Regions from separate parts of the Gossypium hirsutum genome. Here region 2 is linked to region 1. Evidence: chromatin contacts called from public Hi-C data. All regions are on one chromosome and are shown on one strand. Each heading gives the region's core, a stretch centred on a gene start, on an enhancer-like site or on the middle of the called end of the contact. The rest is flanking DNA. Distances are from core to core; before and after follow the strand shown. Region 1 holds the start of LOC107949458 (glucosamine 6-phosphate N-acetyltransferase). Region 2 holds the start of LOC107949465.

The links. A called contact is a pair of places that touch in the nucleus more often than the background predicts.
Region 2: a Hi-C map of leaf shows a contact between it and region 1, with 2.3 times the contacts expected there. The contact joins the promoter of LOC107949465 here to the promoter of LOC107949458 in region 1. A contact is called at or near these places in 3 of 34 Hi-C or Micro-C datasets (callus and leaf).

The regions. Positions count from the first base shown.
Region 1 is chrD01:32,765,374-32,769,572 of Gossypium_hirsutum_v2.1, reverse strand. It overlaps LOC107949458 (glucosamine 6-phosphate N-acetyltransferase), which reads left to right and starts at 1,496. Exons shown (of 2, transcript XM_016884110.2): 1 at 1,496-1,659; 2 at 1,764-2,330. The coding sequence starts at 1,781. The coding sequence ends at 2,254. LOC107949457 (iron-sulfur assembly protein IscA-like 2, mitochondrial) reads right to left here and starts at 1,422. Exons shown (of 4, transcript XM_016884109.2): 1 at 1,169-1,422; 2 at 356-483; 3 at 128-236. The coding sequence starts at 1,366.
Region 2 is chrD01:33,025,664-33,029,841 of Gossypium_hirsutum_v2.1, reverse strand. LOC107949465 reads right to left here and starts at 1,793. Exons shown (of 3, transcript XM_016884118.2): 1 at 817-1,793; 2 at 90-276. The coding sequence starts at 1,503. It also overlaps the pseudogene LOC121213578.

The DNA of each region.
Region 1 (4,199 bases), core at 247-2,746:
CATATCAACAGTCTATTTAGAAAATTATCATGGTTAATCACTAAGCTAGAGGGAAACTACTTGTCTTCTAGGATTTAAGACAACATCATCGATAAATTTATGCACAGAACAAGACAACACGGCTTACCACGAATGCAGAACGAATTAACTCCTCGACATAATCGATGGTTGCTCCTTTTACAAAATCATAGGAAATATCATCAACTACCAACTTTACCCCTTCCCTCACAAAAACTCTGCAAATAGAATATGATACAACGGGAAAATAAAAATGGTTAAAGCGGTAGGAAGAGAGAGAGAAATTAAGCATACTTTTCGTAAAACCAAAACGAAAAACAAAAGGAAACAAAGAAACCTGTCATCTGGGTTTGTTTTGTCATCCAAATCAAACACGTATTGAAACCCCGAACATCCTCCGGTTTCTACACTCAATCGAAGCATCTGATCAGATGATTGCTCACTTGCTTGCAATTCTTTTATTCTCTGCAAGCCATGCTTAATGTCAGTGAGAGAAAAAAAACAACTGTGGATTTTCTAAGAAGTTGGCAAGGATATTTGCCACCAACCACTGAAGAAAAAAACCTGCAAGGGTTTTCATACAAATTTCAATGTAGTGGAAAACAAGGTATTGGCCTATTGGGTCTATAATGTCTCCTAAATTAAGCAATTTTAACAAGTTGAAAGTTTATTTTTTTGAATAAACAAGTTAAAAGTTAGAACCTTGCAAAAAAGGGTAAGAAAATACTGATAGAACAAAAATTACATAACTTTACATGAAAGGGGAAAAAATTGGGGCTGTGAGAGATGCCAGAAAGTGAAATATGAATAAGAAAGAAATTGAATGAATGTTTCCATTTGATTGTAATCCTTATTCTCTCATAAGCTACATATTACACAAAAAGAAATTAAGAGAATTGAAAAGGTTCAATCTTTTCCTGCTCTTTCACAGCATCCAAACGGACCTGTAGTCCCCAGTTAAATTACAAAACACACCCAAAAAAACAAACTTGATATGAGAAACCCAACAAAGCAATATACTAGACAAAATAAAGCAAATTCCATATACAACAGAGAGTGGTAAAATAATACAAACGAAATCACAGAAGAACGATTCAGAAGAAAACATCAATCCCATACAGCAAAAGGGGAAAAGAAATCTAAATTTTACCTTTATGCAGTTATCAGTCATGTGAACTGCATCGAGGGAAGGAGATGGAGATTCAGAAGAAGCCTCATGAAGAGCTGAAGAAGATGAAGAAAAAGAAGAGCTTAGAAGCTTATGGTTTTGCTTGATTCGAGCTATGAAAAATGGAGAAATGCGTTGAATCAATGATCTCGACATGGGAATTGGATTTAAAGCATTCATATAATGCTTTTCATGGCTCAAAGCTTCGATTTTTTTTCTTCCTTTTTTCAATGTAAATTTCTAGGTGTTTGGCAGATGAGGAAAAACTGGGGATTGTGACAAGCACAATCTAAAACACCAACCAAACTCACGTGTCGTGTTTTCTTTCTTACAAGCTTAAAAAAGGGTCCAATTACAATTAATGAAAACTTAGGGGATTAAAATGAAATTATAAAAAATCACAATACTCCTATAAAAGCATCCTCCTTAAATTAACTATCCCTAGGCCAGAAATTGATCGAACACTACAACAGGTCAGAATTGTTATAACTCTATGTTCCTTTTTTTCCTTTTTTTCTGTTCATATTGAATGTTTTGTTCAATTAAAAGATACCCTTTTTCTTTTTGCCATGTACAGAATCAGAAAAAAAGGAAATGGAGAACTCTAATTCATCAATAGAAGGAAATAATTTGAGGGTTCGAAAGCTGGAACTTTCAGATAAAAGCAAAGGGTTTTTAGAGCTATTACGACAATTAACTGTTTGTGATTCAGTTTCTGATAAAGAATTCGAAGATAGGTTTAAGGAAATCAGCATGTATGGCGATGATCATGTTATTTGTGTGATCGAAGATGAAATTTCAGGTAAGATTATAGCTTCAGGGAGTGTGTTTATTGAGAAGAAGTTCATAAGGAAGTGTGGTAAAGTGGGCCACATCGAGGACGTGGTGGTCGATGCCGGTTCCAGAGGGATGCAATTGGGGAAGAAAATCGTGGGGTTTCTGGCGGATCACGCTCGTTCCATGGGGTGTTATAAGGTTATTTTGGATTGCAGTGATGGAAACAAAGTGTTTTATGAGAAATGCGGGTTTAAGAAGAAGGAGATTCAGATGGTTAAGTATTTTGTTTGAATGTAAGTTTTTTTTTTCTTTACATACAATGCTTGTTTTGATGATGATATCAATGGCATTTTTCAGCTTATTTACAGCTTTTGGTGGATGAATTGTGTGCTTATGATGTATTATTGAACTGATCATAGCACATGTGATGGGATTCGACTCTTCATTGTTCTTGAAATACCGTGGTTGAGACACATTCCCACATGGGTATGTGCTCTAAGTAACATAGCATTTTAGTGTTAAATTTGAACTTTATGTTGGACCTTGTGGCTAGATTATTCATCAAACCATAAGCTAGATAACATCTTGTGGCTGAATTTTGTGAAACTGTTCATCTGGGTTTCAGCCTCACGGTAAGCTTCGAATGAGGCCTATTCTCTTTTTCCTGGCAAAGTAAATGGTGCATCTTTCATGAATGTGTGTCATGGTGTTTTAAGGAAGCTTCAGCTTTAGACCTTTAGTGATCCTTGCCTTAATATGGACGGGATTTGTATATTGAATCCTACTCTAGTTAAGGGCTAATTATGCATTTCATGTATACTCTTCTGCATAGGACAGCATTCCGTTCCGGAGAAACAATTTTCGGATTAGGCTTAAGAATTGATAACTGTTGTTTGTTGATAAGGTGCCTTGGCTTATATAGATGGATTTATATATCGAGTTGTAGTGTAATTAAGTGGAAATTATGTGTTTGGTGCTGTTGGTTAGGCTTAAGAAATGATAACTGTTGTTTGTTGATAGTGTTGCTTGCTTTAATATGGATGGATGGGACTATTGAATTGTAGTGTAATTAAGGGAAAATTATGCATGTATGTCTTTATTCATCAGCATAGGACCGACGATCCTTTGAAAACAATAGTCGGATTAGACTTAACAGATGATACTGTCGTTGTTGATACCGTTACTTGCCTGAATATGGATGGATTTGTATATTGAATTGTACTGTAATAGGGCAAATTTTGGTGTTCATTTCGTTTTTACCTTGTGCATTCCACAGACAACCCGATTATCAGATTAGGCTTAAGAAATGATATTGATATTTTTGTTTGTTGATATTCTTGCATTGATTTGTGATGAAATGTTATGAAATATATCTTCATTCATCCTTCCTGCATATATTTACTTGCAACCAAATGACCTGAATCTTATGCAATGGGACCGTAGCTGAAATTAATCTACCATGGGCAATGAACACTGCTAATATTATCTTTCAGCTCATTTCATTTGTTGCTGCAAAATCTGAGGTGTATTCTATGATTCCACCAACTTGGAGCTTAAACATAGTTTTGGAAAGATCTTATAGTGGATTTGGAACCTTAAGTTTTTCATGTTAGTGAAGGGTTAAGAAATACTGTTTTTCATGAACCCGAAAGAATCTCATATACAAATTATTCGGACATGATATGATTTAATTTGCAATAAATCAGTATAAAAAATTCAACCCGACATTGGCTTGAATTAGAAAAAATAATTAACCCAATTGGTTATAGTTGTAGTTGTGATTAGAGGAGATGGTAAAAGTAATGTCAATGAAGTAAAAGAAATTTGTATATTCATCTGATGTATGTATGTATGTTAATTTTTTGTCGTTTTGGGTGTTAATGGAAGTGTAGTGTTAGAGTTGGTAAAAAGCAGCTTTCCTTTCAGTTGCTTTTGCTTTAAAATAAAGAATGTTTAGCTTCCATTAGTATGCTTGTTAAATTAAGTATTAATGGAATTTATTATTCAGTGTATTTTTATGGCATAATGATATATATATACATATTCATTAAAATTGGATGATTATGTGGTATTAATAAAATTATTCAACTTTCGTTCAAACAATCAAAATCCGTTTTCAATTTTTTTTTGGATAAATTTGAATAAATTGTGGTTTAATTCAAATGGTTAAAATATGTTCTAACCCCTTGTACTCTTCAGATATTAGGAATTTAATACTTTTAATTTTATTTTTAAA
Region 2 (4,178 bases), core at 544-3,043, 260 kb before region 1:
ACTAATAAGTAAAGTTAACTGATAAAGACTTCACAGAGCATAAGGGAATGGTACAAAATTTAATTGAAAGCAATTAAAAGAAAACGTACTTTGTACAAATGCATAGGTGGATTCAAGATCGAAACAATCGATCCCACTATCACCATCGTCGTCATCCGCATGTCTGTCATCATCCTCGAATGGACGGTCCAAAACAGAAACAGGGCTGCATTGTTCTTCTTCTTGTTCTTCAACTTGAAATCTTTTTAAGCTCTCTAATTCATAATTTTCCTTCTCCTGCTACAATTCAATAAATCAGCCATTGATTAAGAAATGCTCATATTCAAATAACAGTTATAATCATGGTATCAGCTGAAACTTCCATAATTGTGTTCATATAAGATTTGCAAGGTAGAAACATAATCAAAGGTACAATTAAACAAAATGAAAGGACTAAATGGCATATATAACACTTAATACCAGTCAAATCAACCAGAAACCAGCAGGCATATATGGCAATTCAGATTAAATTTCAGCCGTCTAAATATGGTTTTAATCCCTCAAGTATGCTAAAGTTTGAGATTTAATCCTTCTACTTTAATTTTAGCATAGTAGAAGACTAAAACGACAATTAGACCCCAAAAATGTGCAGCAGAGTGATTCAATTTGCCGACAGTTCAAGCAAGTCAAAGAACTCAGTCACCTGAGTCACGAGTTTACTCCCCCCGCCCCCCCCCCCCAAAAAAAAAAACAAAATGAAGAAGCTTTAACCAGATCAGAGTTGCAGTTTTAATTAACCAATTGATTATAAGTAATCATTCAATTAAAGGCACTGACCTTTCTTTCATGGAGACTGGGAGATGTAGCCGAGAAAGAAGGGCTAGTTTGAAGCACAAAACGTAAAGGGCTTTGAGAAAAGTGCTTATCAAAAGAAGCAAAAGCTGAGTTATTTCCTACAACTTCATTGGAAATGAAAACCTCTTCAAAATCCCCCGATGGACTAGAGCTACATGAAGTATCCATGTCCATTTCTTCATTGCTTTGGGACCAAACATCACTGGTAGGCCTATCAGTGTAAGAACTTGAACCACACTTGTCTTCACTCATTACATTGTTTTTCCTCACAGTTGAATCCCACCTCAAAATGTCCTTCACTGAAACTTTTGATCCTTTAGTAGCTGTTTCAGGCTTTGGGTTTTTGGTACGATGAGTTAGCCTCTTTAGAATGGAACCAAATAACCCAAAAGCAGTGCCATTGGTGTTTTTGGTGTTGGGGGTTATAGGTTGAAACAAAGGAGATTTGTTCAAGTCTGGTGAGTCATGGAAAGAGAAAAGGCAAGCTTTTTTGCAGAAATTTAAAGGAAAGTTGGAGTTTTGAGAGATGGGTTTTGGTTTATGGAGTTGAAGATGAGTTTTAGGTGGTGATTTCTTGAGTTGACAACGCCTATCAGCAATGTAATTCTTCAAAAGGAATGGCTCTTGATCCTCTTGAAGTAACTCGTGCAAATGCTTCCGAGCCATCATTCAAAAGATATATTTGAATTTCCCTTTCACTTTTGACAATGTAATTAGAAAAATCTCGACAAGCTTTGAGCTTCAGCACAGTGAAAGAGTTGAAGAGAATTCAACTGTAAACCAGAAAAAAATCAACGCAGCAAAAGATAAGATTTTGATGAAGAAGACGAAGGAGTTGGCCTATAAATGAATAAATAGGGAGAAAAACTCAGAAAGGAAAGAATGAGGAGAGTTCCCTTCTCTGATTCAAATCTTGAAGGTTCACAATATCGAGGTGAAGATAGTGATAAAAAGAAACTTATTATAAAATAATAATACAGAAAGGATTTTACATTTTACCCAAACAACAACCAATAAATAAAGGGGTTTAATTTTGAATTCAGTCCTTGTACACTTTACATTTTTATAATTTAGCCTCTATTTTTAATTCTTAATATTATTAATTGATTTTGTACCATTTGAATATGCTCTACTTTTTAAATTATACCTTTAAATATTAAAATTCAACTTTAATGTTCAAATGAAAAGAAAACTATAATAAAATGGGTAACGTACAGAGATTATGGGCATAAAAGAAAATTAAAGAAAGAGAGAGTAAAATCAAAAAAGAAAGCAAATTTATATATATACTATATATAAAAAAAATGCTTTGTCTTGTCTTAAAGGAGATTATAAAAACAGCCATAATATCGTTTTTAAAAAATAATTACGGATTTAAATTGATTTTTTTTATATTTAGGAAACAAGTCGATTTTAAAGAGATAAATTAAAAACGCATCCAGCACGAAGCACTTTTTGTGTCTGAAAAAGTATTCTACGAAATGTGTTTTCTTTAATGACTTAACATGTCAGTTTTTTTTGTTAGATTGCTAAATGTTATTTGTTTTATCCTTAAGCCTCGAGTTTGGTTCCTCTCCTATTCACATTTGTATTCTTAATTTCACGTTATTTTAATTTTTTTTAAAAAATTAAATAAAAGAGTTATTAATTAAAAAGATGAATTAAAAAATTTGAAAATATATTTATTAATTATTAATTAATTTTAAAAAAAAAATTAAATCAACATGAAAATAAGAATACAAATGTGAGTAGAGTAGAAGAGAAATCAAACCTGAGACTCAAAGGCAAAACTACCAACATTTAATCATCTAATTAAAGGAGTTGTTATGTTAAGTTATTAAAAAATATATGTTTTGTAGAACACGTTTTTTGGATCTCTCTATAAAATTGACTTATTTTCTTAAATATTGGAAAAACGGATCCTGTTCCTCTTGTTATCTTCCAAAATGGACAAATTTACTCATAAAAACAATCTCCTATGTATTTGTCACATTGTGTTTTTCTAGAGCGATGAGTATGCATTTCATGAACAAATAATAAAAGACAACCCATTATAAAAAGAAAAATTGTAAATAATTGTCACTAAAACTTCATTTATTTTAATAAGAATGATATCGATGAAGAGTCGTGCATGTAAAGACTTCCTTAACTATTATTTTAAGCTTTTATTATTATTATTATTATTGTTTGTTGATTTCAGTACTAATTTTCATTTCATTAAAAAAACTCAATATTTAATTTTTTAAAAATGAGTTTGATAATTATAATAAAATTTATTTAATTCAAAATTTTAAAAAATATTGAATAAAATAAATATTGATTACTTATCATTTAATGTAGAACATATTAAGTCGATTTTATTTATTAAAATATTAAAATAAATTATTCTTTTTTTAAATAAGATATTCAAATTATCATATGTATCTTTTATCCAAAATTATTTAAAATAATATAAAATGTTTACTTTTTTCAAATAACATAATTATATGCTGCACTTATATTTATTAATTTACCAAACTATTTTTTAACATAAATTCATCACTTTTAAAATTAGCAATAAAAATTTAATATTTTATTTTTCAGTAATTAAAATTTTAATTTACCAAACCTACCCTTAATTAAAAAAAAACCCAAACACTAAGAAAAAAGCTGGTGACAAGAAAGTATTAATGTTTATGCATTCATCATGTAGTGTTAAGAAATAAAATATAACTCATCATTGTAATTTTTTAAAATATAAATATTTCAACTTTATCTTAATTATTAAAACTAATATTTGTCCATTGAAAGATAAGAGAAAGCAGTTTTCTTCTCTTTTTAATAAAACAGTTTTTTTGTTTTAATAAAAACAAACAAACAAGATTTTATAAAGGGTAAAGTTTACTAAAATTATAAAAAAAATTGTCAAAAAAAAATATCCATTAATCTAAAATTGTCTAAGGAAGAGGAGGTATTGAAATTACCGCTTGTATGCTGAAATCTTAATATTGTTGAAAACATAGGAGTCAATTCTGTACTATTACCACTTGTATTGGTCGGAATGTCTCATTTCAGTAGTAAACTAGAACACCAAAGTTCAAATTCTATTTCAGTATAAATTTAAGTAGTAACCAATCATACAAGTAGATTTCGTCCATACTATGTGAAGTAAGATGTGCAAGATGAAATAGAAAAAAGAGTTTTTATTGTAAATAATTCATAAGTATCCACTCTGATAACCCTAAATAATTATGTGGATGGCCTTTCAATTCCTAAAACTCATGAAATTTATGGTGTTTTAACTTTCTTATTTATGCATTTGTAACCTATGGTGGTTGAAGTCCTATAAATAGAGGGTATGTATA